3 separate regions of the Mus musculus genome follow, and all the other regions are linked to region 1. A link is a contact called in public HiChIP or PLAC-seq and Micro-C data. All regions are on one chromosome and are shown on one strand. Each heading gives the region's core, a stretch centred on a gene start, on an enhancer-like site or on the middle of the called end of the contact. The rest is flanking DNA. Distances are from core to core; before and after follow the strand shown. Region 1 holds the start of Rrm2 (ribonucleotide reductase M2). Region 2 has its middle 29 kb from the start of Klf11. Region 3 overlaps Grhl1 (grainyhead like transcription factor 1).

Region 1 (3,087 bases), core at 28-2,527:
TCCCTCCAGCCCCGCTTCAGGGCAAAAGATAGAGAGCCAGGAACCAGTTCTGGATCTAAGTGAATTATGGGTATTTCATGCCAACTCACCAAGTTCTCATTGACTATGCCATCACTCGCTGCAAAGAAAGCCAGAACGTGAGATATAAAATGTCTCTCATCGGGTTTCAGAGCTTCCCAGTGCTGAATATCCTTGGAAAGGTCCACCTGAAGTTTAGAAGTTCACGATTAGCAGGTCTGTAGGTCTCTCTCTCTTTCTCTCTCTCATACACACACACTTTAAAACTGAAGTCCCCCAAACCATCTCATTACCGAATTCTTCACATCCATTATTCCCTTTGTTTCAGGGAACACCCAATATCTCAGTGAGCTACCATTCCCAAGGGCAAAAAGTTGTGACGGCCATGCGGGAGCCTTCTGACACACAGCAAGTCCTGAACGATTACCTCCTCGGCAGTCCAAAAGGAGGCCTCGGCTTTCTTGTACATCTGCCAGATATCATGGTACTCGATGGGAAAGACAACGAAGCGGCGGGGGTTTTCTCTCAGTAACGGCTCATCCTCAACGCTGGGGTTAGTAGGCGCTTTACTTTCCTGTTGGATGAGAGAGAGTGCCAAGTGAACCAACCCCCAAATGCCAACCGAACCGCAGGAAACTGCTAGCCAGTGTCTCATCAGATCGAGTACTTTCAACGATTGGTAATCTCGTGTGCTTAGCTGTCACGCTGCACTCTACTATTACCATAGGCCGACCCGAGTAGGACATTCTGAGGAGACACTTTGGCGGGAAAGAAGAGTCAAATAATTCAGCTGGGACAATGCAGATTTAGCGCCAACGAGCGGGCGCCCTCTACTGGGAGCCTAAGCGACCCACCTCAGCCCCACACGGGCCACTCACCAGCTCGGCGGAGTCCTGGAAGATTCTCCTCGCAGCTTTGCTGGCCAGGACGCGGGTGCTGCTGAGAGTCGGGGGCTGTAGGGGGACACGCGTGGTGAATGGCGGTAGGCACCCTCCACCCTCCCGGGTCCGGGAACCCACGACCTGCCAGTGCACATCCAACCCAGCCGGCACCTGGGCCGCCCTCACCGTGTTCTCCTTGTCAGCCAGGGTGAGTCGCTTCAGCGGCGACAACTGCAGCTGCTGCTGGTCAGCGATGGTGGCGAGCGGGGTGCGGACGGAGAGCATGGCGAACGAGGGCAGCGGCGGAGACGGCGAGGAGCAGGCGAAAACAGCTGGAATCCGGTGCACCGCCGACTGCCAGCGCCCGCGCCCTTTAAAGAGCCACCCAACCGCGCGCTCCGAGGGGGCGTGGCCTCGCCTCCCATTGGACGCCGCTGACCCCGCTCGCCGCCCAGCGCGGGAGATTTGAGTTGCGCCGCAGGCCTTCCGCACAAAGACCTTTAAGGAGCCTGCGCCGGCCGGGTGCGCGGGCGCTCGCGGGGCCGGAACCGGTTAGGATTGCGAGAGCCTTGGGGATTGAGCGCGCAGGGGGTCGCCGGGCGGGCGTTGCCGCTGAGGTTGGTGCCAAGGGTGGAGTGACGCTGCTGGCCTCTGGGACACGTCGCCTTGACTGTCTTCATGTCCCAAGTAGAGGGGTGCGGGGGACCCTGGTTTCTTAAAGAGATTCGGGGTCCCGAGCAATCGCACCGGCCTTGTGGGATTAAGGGGGTCCTCAAACTAGGGTTCCCTAAAAAGCTGTCTTCAAACTCATGAAGGGGTACGGATGCAGCCTTGGGTTCCTTTTCTACCCTGCCCCTCCTGTCAGACCCCTGTCCCCTCTGTCCCAATTAGTTTAAAAGCTGCCAGACGATTACAAATTCCAGGAAGCTCACAGGATGGTGACGAGTCATACATTCATTTTACGACTCTGGGCGTCCAGTAGTCTAAAGACGAATCTGCAAATTCCTGTGGTGAGGGTGGAGACAAGAACTCAAGTTTCCATCTTTCTGATTTGCCCTACGGGGTCCAAGATACCAGAGATAAAGCGCTGAGATGGGACACTGAGATCCCGGGGAAAAACGTGGAACCTGGGAAGGCTCCACTGACTCTCCCAGGTCAAATATTTTAAAAGAGGACGAGGGGAGGCTCCCCTCTGCTTGTGTCCTAAGTTCTCTCACTGTAGATGCTGTAAAAAATCTCTGAACACCATGTGGCAGCTCAAAGTTAAAGCAGGCGGCATCCACCGCTGCACAATTTATTGATGCTGGGGACAAAACCCAGGACTTCTTCCATGCTAAGCTAACTGGGCCATATCGATAAATATTTTAAATCACCTCTAGCAAAATTGTCAGTTCTTTTTTTTAACATATAATTTCTAATTCACATTCCATTCCTCCGTTATCCGAGGGGTTTGCCTTTGGCTCCTCTAGCTCCTGGTGTACTCAGTACAAATGAGGTCTGGCTACTAAAATAACACTCGACCACTGAGGGAAGGAGAAGGTCGCCGCCATTCTCTTCTCCCTGCTCACAACCTCCTCCAAACGCCTCTTCCTCCCGCCAAGCAGGCTGAGCTTAGTGGGCAGCCCCGCCTAGGTTCCCCTGTACCGGGACCTGTCAGGAGCTGAGCGCTTTTGCTTCTGGCGCGGTTTTTAACCTCTGCTCTGTGATTGGTTGGTTCAACTTCAAGATTCCCAGCCCCACCGGCCCGCGCGCGCTGCGGTCACTCAAGGGCAAGTCCGCTTTCAGGTGACCTTAGATGTGGAAACCGAGTCCCCGCAGGCATCCAGCGTTTCCCCGCCAAATCCTCTCAGCTGTCAGCACTCACAGTCCCTGTACAGCTTGATCATCATATACATGTTTAATCCAGATGGAAAGGGAAAACGGGTATTTTTAGGCCTGTTTTATAGGTAACTGAAGTAAAGGCCTGAGGGACCTGGAAACTACCCAAGGTCCCACAACTTTAGACCCTTGCTAACTCCTTTTCTTTCTTCTTTTTAAATTAATTTTGTGTGAGACGAGGGTGTAGTGCGAAGGTCAGAGGCCCACTTATGGAAGTTGGTTCTCTTGTATTCTGTGGGGTCACAGGGGTGGAATTTATGAGGTTAGGGTTGGCTGCTGAGACATCTTGTCAGACACTCGCACCTTTTTA
Region 2 (2,748 bases), core at 70-2,569, 86 kb after region 1:
CACTGTTTCTAGACTCTATGGTAGAGCTGATAATAGGCGCAGGCTTCTCTCTCTCTCCCCCTGGAGACTTCCTGGATAGAGACTGCTGGTCCCAAGAGCACCGCTGTCCTCTGGAGTCATGGCCTGCAGGATGTTTGCTTAGCCTTCTCATTAGCAGCCATGCAGATGAAGTGCGCCGTGCTGGTCCCCGGTAACAGCATCAGCGCAGACTGCTGGGTACACCATGTACTCCATCTGCACTGACAGAGCAAGAAGTCTATTTTCTTCCTGGTGTAACACAGACGTGGAGGGAGGGAGTGAGGCTAGAGAAGAATACAACCTGTTGGGGTGGGAAACTACAGAAAAGAGGGGTCCTGAGGCTCCAGACAGCCACACGAGGGCTGTGGAGAACAGGGCTTCTATCCGGACAGCAGAGCCAAGCCCCAGGTAGGCTAAGCACGTGCAGCATTTGCCTTGCGCACAGGGCCACCCCTACACAGTCTCGGCTAGGAAGTAGGCGGGTGGGTTGTTCAACTGAACATGAGATCTCTGTAACTTCCAGGGAAACAGAATGAGCCGGAGCTATTGAACTGATAGATCGAGGAGAGATTTGATAGACAGATGATAGATACCAGTAACAGGTCAGTTGATAGGTAGACAAGCTACACATGTGTAGACAATCCCATCACTAAAATCTCATTCCACAGGGGGGACCACAGGGAAGATACAAACAATGGCTACCCTCCCTCCTAAGGCCACCAGTCACAGAGAGCAAGGTTTGAGTCCACCAAAGTTCACTTGAGTTTATTGGGCTTCCTTACAGAGCATCGGCGAGGGACAACTTACAGGAGTGAGGGTGCTTCTTCCACAGGACGCCACACTTGAAGGTCTTCATCCAGGCAGGGATAAAGATGGCTTTTCCACAGCTGCACAGACGAAGCCCCCTCTGAGTCCCTTCCCCTAAATGTATGCTCTAGCTCCTCCCTGAGGCCATATGATATGGGGCAGGTAGTCAGATGAGGGTCCTGTGACTTCCCTACCCATCACTGAAGGGAAATAGTAAGCCCAGCTGGGTGATCGTTTGTTGCCTGTTGCAGAGGTGTAAAAAACAAAACAAAACAAAACAAAAATCTGTTTTTCCTTTTTCACACCCTGATCCCAGAATGACAACTCTGAGACTAACTCTTTATTATTAAGTAGCTAAGCCATAAACTTTGGCTCATTTCCTGACTAGCTCATAATGTATTTAACCCCTTCGAACTAGTCTGTCTTCCACACGGTTAGTCACCTCTTCTTTGTTCTAACCCGCAGCTTCCTCAGCATGTCTCTAGAATCTCCCTTTCTTCTCTTACTATTTCCCACAATCCTCTCTTCTTGCCAGTGTCCCACCTCCTATTTCCTTGTCTCAGTTCATTGGCCATAGGCTTTTTTATTGACAGCTGATGCTTATAAGAGATTCTTTCTACACAGAGGACTGTAGAAGTTAATTCTGGTTCTTCCCGTAGACCCATGCTTCCGGAAATAATACTCAGACTCAAAACATATTTACAAATACCTTAGTATTGTTAGGCTCTTTTCTGACTAGAATCGTAACTAAAATGACCCACTTATTTTAACCTACATTCTGCCACGTGGCTGGTTACCTGTGCTCAGGTACCATGCATCCATCACATCCTCCCAGATGACTCCTGTGCCTGGCACTATCCCAGAATTCTCTTTGCCTCCAGAATGTCTCACCTACTGTTCTACAGGCGATGCATCCACACAATACATAAGATATTCTCTCTACAGAGGACAGTCCTGTTCATCTCTATATAACCATATATAGTTATCTCCCATTGTCTCTTTAATGCATACAGATACATGTAAAGGGTGGGGACCACAAAATTATCCAGAGAAGTTCGTTTGCTTACTGGAGACCGGGGGGGGGGGGGCGCGGCTAATTTGGTCTCAGTCTGGGTTTGGGGAGGTGGAAAAGGCAGAGCAATGGTGTCAGTGTTGGTCTGGGTTTGAAGGCCTGAGAACCCAGAGCAGGGATAACCGAGGGCAGGAAGAGAGGCAGATACACCAGCCCAAGAAGAGAGAGTGGATCTATCCTTCCTTTACTAATCTACCTCTGATTCCAGAGGGCTGGATAGTGCAAGCCCATATTGGTCCACTGATTCAAACACTACTATGTGGGATGTGACTCTCTCATTGTATTTTAGTTAAGGCCACTCGTAGCCTAGACTGGCCTTGAACTCACCACATACCAAGGGCGACCTTGAACTGTTGACCCTCTTGTCTTCCCCTCCCAAGTCCTGGGACACGAGTCTGCCTCCATATCCCCAATGCTCATCTCTTCTAGAAATGTCAGAGGCTGCTGGACGTGATGTTTTGCCAGATCCCTGGGAAATCTTAGCCTCTGCCCACCCTTTGCCAGTTTAGTAACCACACTCATCACCTTAGGCCACACTTCATCTCCAAACAAGACACGCCTCTTCTCTCACAGCCAAAGACAGCCTAATCCCCTCTCCCAGGAGAAGGTGACATCTTTGAGCTATGTGTACTCTCTTAATAATTCATACCTTAAAATACTATGCTGTCAACGTGCGATTCTCAAATACCAATACAAGTCACTACATCTTACATGCCACATAGTATGGGAGTAAGCAAGGAGAAAAAACCAGAGATTTTCATCAGATGTGGATCTATGCATAGTTTTATTTATAACGATGAGGAATTATGTCTATCACAGTCCTCAGTTTGTGACTGGTTATAGGTAGTAGC
Region 3 (2,874 bases), core at 20-2,519, 100 kb after region 1:
GAGAAAAACCTTGGAAAGAGTTACAGACAGGGAGATCTTACGCACAGAAGAGACCTGGGTGGCTGCAGCCTCGTCAGCAGTACCAGCTCCAAGTCCGTGCAGCATCCGTGAACGGACCGCCGGACCTTACACCAGCACAGGAGCCTAAGGTGAGACACCTCGCATGCAGAAAAGCTGAAGGATTCAGTCCTAGTTCACAGATACTGCACGATGTTAAAGAAAGTGCTGGAACAGTGCGGGGGACATCTGACCATAAGCTCTTCGGATCTCTCTCTCTCACCATCACCTACTGGGAATGTGCTCAGTCACAGCGGGGCTTGTCCCCAAACATTAGCCTAAAGGCCCCGCAGCCTGTCAGGGCTAAGAGGACTGTGACCCTCAGGGAGACTGACTTCTGTGGGGAGTGAATGAGATGGCAGCAGAGGTCTTAATTAAGCTCAGGGAAACAGACAGGAGGCCCTGGAGTTCAAGGTCAGTCTTGCCTGTATAATGGGCATGAACGACAAGTGGCAAGGAATGGGCCAGGGAGACATACAAGCTTCTGGAAAAGCAGCCACCCAAGCTCCAACTTTAGAAATTCAAACGCTGCCCTCATTTTCTCTAAGAATGTGCTGAGGGGCTACCGCTCCTGAAAGAGGAAACGCTGTCATTTATCAAATGGCATTAGCAGTTAAGCAGCTCATGACAAAGAGACAACAAAGAGCAACTTCCTTTGGAAAGAAGAATACTGTAGGTACACCAAAGGAGACTCCAAAGTGCCTTACCTCAGGTTTCTGACTACAAGTTGAGACCAGCCTCACAAAGTGAGTCGTGAGAGCCAGGAGAAGGTGCCCGAAAGGCAGAGCGTGGCAAGCCGGCCAACCAGAGTCAGGGATGCAGGTGGGCAGCAAAGAGCCCAGGGCTTATGAAAAGCCTTCAGGGTACTCAGAAAATGAGGGCCCGGATTCTCAAGGGTGCGCAGGGACATTATTAGTCAGGAAAGATGTAACCGAAACATCACATGTGGGGAAAATGTTTGAATAAAGCTGCAATTTCTCTAGTGTTATAAAAAGAGCACAGACGTTCTGATAGCTCCTTCTATGGTGTTTCTGCTTTGGCTTTGAGACAGGTCTCTGTGTATAGCCCAGGCAGGCCTCCATCTCCTGATTCTCTTGGCCTTTCAGGAGCTGGTGCCACATGCCTGGATCGTCAGGGTTTCTTGGGCTCCAGAGGAATGTGGTCAGATGGGAAGAGACTGGCCTAGGTCAGAGGTACCGGTGCCCACAAGTTGTGACTCACGGTTTCCAAGTGCGGGCCACAGGAAGCACCTGGGTTCCAGTAATCCCCACACCTGATCCTGGGGCTGGAGAAGGGGCAGGTTACATGGCAAGGGGGAGGGAAGGCTGGAGGTGATTACAAGGGACCAGGAGGTGGAACAATCAGAGGCGGTCTAAAGATGCAGAGAAGACAGTCTTGAAAGGAATGCTGCACACAACTTCAATGTTGGCCCAGTGACTCTGAGCTTTAAACCACTGAATTTGTGAAAATTTGGGCTGGGAGATAGCTCAGTGGTTAAGAGCACTGACTGCTCTTCCGAAGGTCCTGAGTTCAAGTCCCAGCAACCACATGGTGGCTCACAACCATCCGTAATGAGATCTGACTCCCTCTTTTGGTGTGTCTGAAGCAGCTACAGTGTACTTATTAATAATAATAAATACATCTTTGGGCCGGAGCAAGTGGGGTTGACCGGAGAGAACAGGGCCGACCAGGATGAGCAGAGGTCCTAAATTCAATTCCCGCAACCACATGAAGGCTCACAACCATCTGTACAGCTACAGTGTACTCATATACATAAAAATAAGTAAATACATCTTTTAAAAAAACTCATTTAAAAAATTGTGAAAATCTGTAACAGGTGGAGACCCTGGCCTGCAGATGTATTCAATCTGACAGGCTGTTGAGAAAGCTCTCTGACCTGGAAGGTTCCAGGCGCCCTCCAGTGGTCAGATACAACAGCCCTACCAGAGTCTCCAGGACTTGACAGGGAAACCTTGGCTCTGCACCTGGCAAAAGTGTGTTTCCCAGGAAGAAGGAGCTGCAACATAGAAATTTGGGAGATGGCCTGCCAAAGAGCCTTCAGGGCAGAGAGTCAGGTGGAGGGTGATCAATACAGTAGTTCTTGATCTGGGCCCAGGACCGGGGCCACATCCTTTACTTTACCAGACACAACCACCAAAAAGAACCTTCTCAGTTGTTTTTAGTTCAGTGTTTCCCGTTCCTTCTACAGTGCTGCTCTTCCCACAAGGGTAAGACAGTAAGCACCCACGAGAGGTTAGCTGCTCTCTGTGCAAGGATGAGCCCACCTCACGTGCTCTTCCCTGAGCCCGCTGCTCTCTCACCTTGTCGCAGAAGACCTTTATCTGGCAGTAGGCCCGGTGAACCGGCTTGTTGCTGCGGTTGTTATAGCTGTATGTGTCGATTTGAATGTTGAGTGGCAAGCCCTTCACACCCTTCTGAGAAGAGAAATCTGTGCTCAAGCAGTTCACAGAGATGAAGACCTGTGAAGAAGAGAAGGCTCCGTGAGGGGCAACTCCAGCAGCTGGCCAGGCCCGGCCTTGCAAATGCTGACATGACAGACACTTGAGACTCTCCTGAAAGCCGCCATTTAGAGGCAGCGAAGGACTCTTCTAGAGAGCAGTGAGTACAGGTGTGCAGCAGGAGAAGGAGCATGCAAGCTCTGTTTACTCTCAGGGTGGCTCTTGGGTATCAGCCAGGACAGTGGACAATGTGGCTGTCATGGCTGGTGTCATTTTCCTGGGACACCGTAAAATGTCTCTTGGCTGCTGGGGACAACTCTGGAACTACCTGTACCTCTGGTGTCACCTTTTAGGATAG

What was found. Hi-C and Micro-C count contacts between places; a contact is called where the count stands out from the background. HiChIP or PLAC-seq counts read pairs in DNA pulled down with a chosen protein or histone mark.
Region 2: a contact with region 1 is called in an H3K27ac HiChIP or PLAC-seq map of trophoblast stem cells, with 13 read pairs. The contact joins the enhancer-like site here to the promoter of Rrm2 in region 1. A contact is called at or near these places in 4 of 39 promoter capture datasets (hippocampal neurons, liver and macrophages), 3 of 15 datasets of contacts at CTCF or cohesin (CD8 T cells, the G1E-ER4 cell line and large pre-B cells), 37 of 484 Hi-C or Micro-C datasets (the AML12 cell line, B cells, the CH12 cell line and 20 more), 9 of 115 datasets of contacts at active chromatin or transcription factors (bone marrow-derived dendritic cells, differentiating embryonic stem cells, embryonic stem cells and 4 more) and 3 of 9 other capture datasets (adipose tissue, embryonic stem cells and pancreatic islet).
Region 3: a contact with region 1 is called in a Micro-C map of the G1E-ER4 cell line, with 2.8 times the contacts expected there. The contact joins the enhancer-like site here to the promoter of Rrm2 in region 1. A contact is called at or near these places in 18 of 39 promoter capture datasets (the 3T3-L1 cell line, 3T3-L1-derived adipocytes, the C10 cell line and 12 more), 11 of 15 datasets of contacts at CTCF or cohesin (CD8 T cells, the G1E-ER4 cell line, the NIH/3T3 cell line and 5 more), 236 of 484 Hi-C or Micro-C datasets (the 3T3-L1 cell line, 3T3-L1-derived adipocytes, 8-cell embryo and 120 more), 37 of 115 datasets of contacts at active chromatin or transcription factors (the 230-238 cell line, the NIH/3T3 cell line, the SCID.adh cell line and 19 more) and 5 of 9 other capture datasets (adipose tissue, embryonic stem cells, embryonic tail and 2 more).

What each region holds. Positions count from the first base shown.
Region 1 is chr12:24,706,444-24,709,530 of GRCm38.p6, reverse strand. Rrm2 (ribonucleotide reductase M2) reads right to left here and starts at 1,277. Exons shown (of 10, transcript NM_009104.2): 1 at 1,086-1,277; 2 at 897-971; 3 at 446-592; 4 at 90-206. The coding sequence starts at 1,184.
Region 2 is chr12:24,621,107-24,623,854 of GRCm38.p6, reverse strand. No RefSeq gene overlaps it. Among named protein-coding and RNA genes, the nearest start is that of Klf11, 29 kb to the left of the region's middle. Within about 2 kb of position 1,319, at least 11 of the 459 cell types and tissues checked have an H3K27ac peak or open chromatin away from gene starts, as enhancers often do. A contact at or near this core is called in pancreatic islet and trophoblast stem cells, where this site is marked.
Region 3 is chr12:24,602,571-24,605,444 of GRCm38.p6, reverse strand. It overlaps Grhl1 (grainyhead like transcription factor 1), which reads right to left. Exons shown (of 16, transcript NM_001161406.1): 9 at 2,379-2,537. Among named protein-coding and RNA genes, the nearest start is that of Grhl1, 32 kb to the right of the region's middle. Within about 2 kb of position 1,269, at least 5 of the 459 cell types and tissues checked have an H3K27ac peak or open chromatin away from gene starts, as enhancers often do. A contact at or near this core is called in the G1E-ER4 cell line, the MNK3 cell line and the SCID.adh cell line, where this site is marked.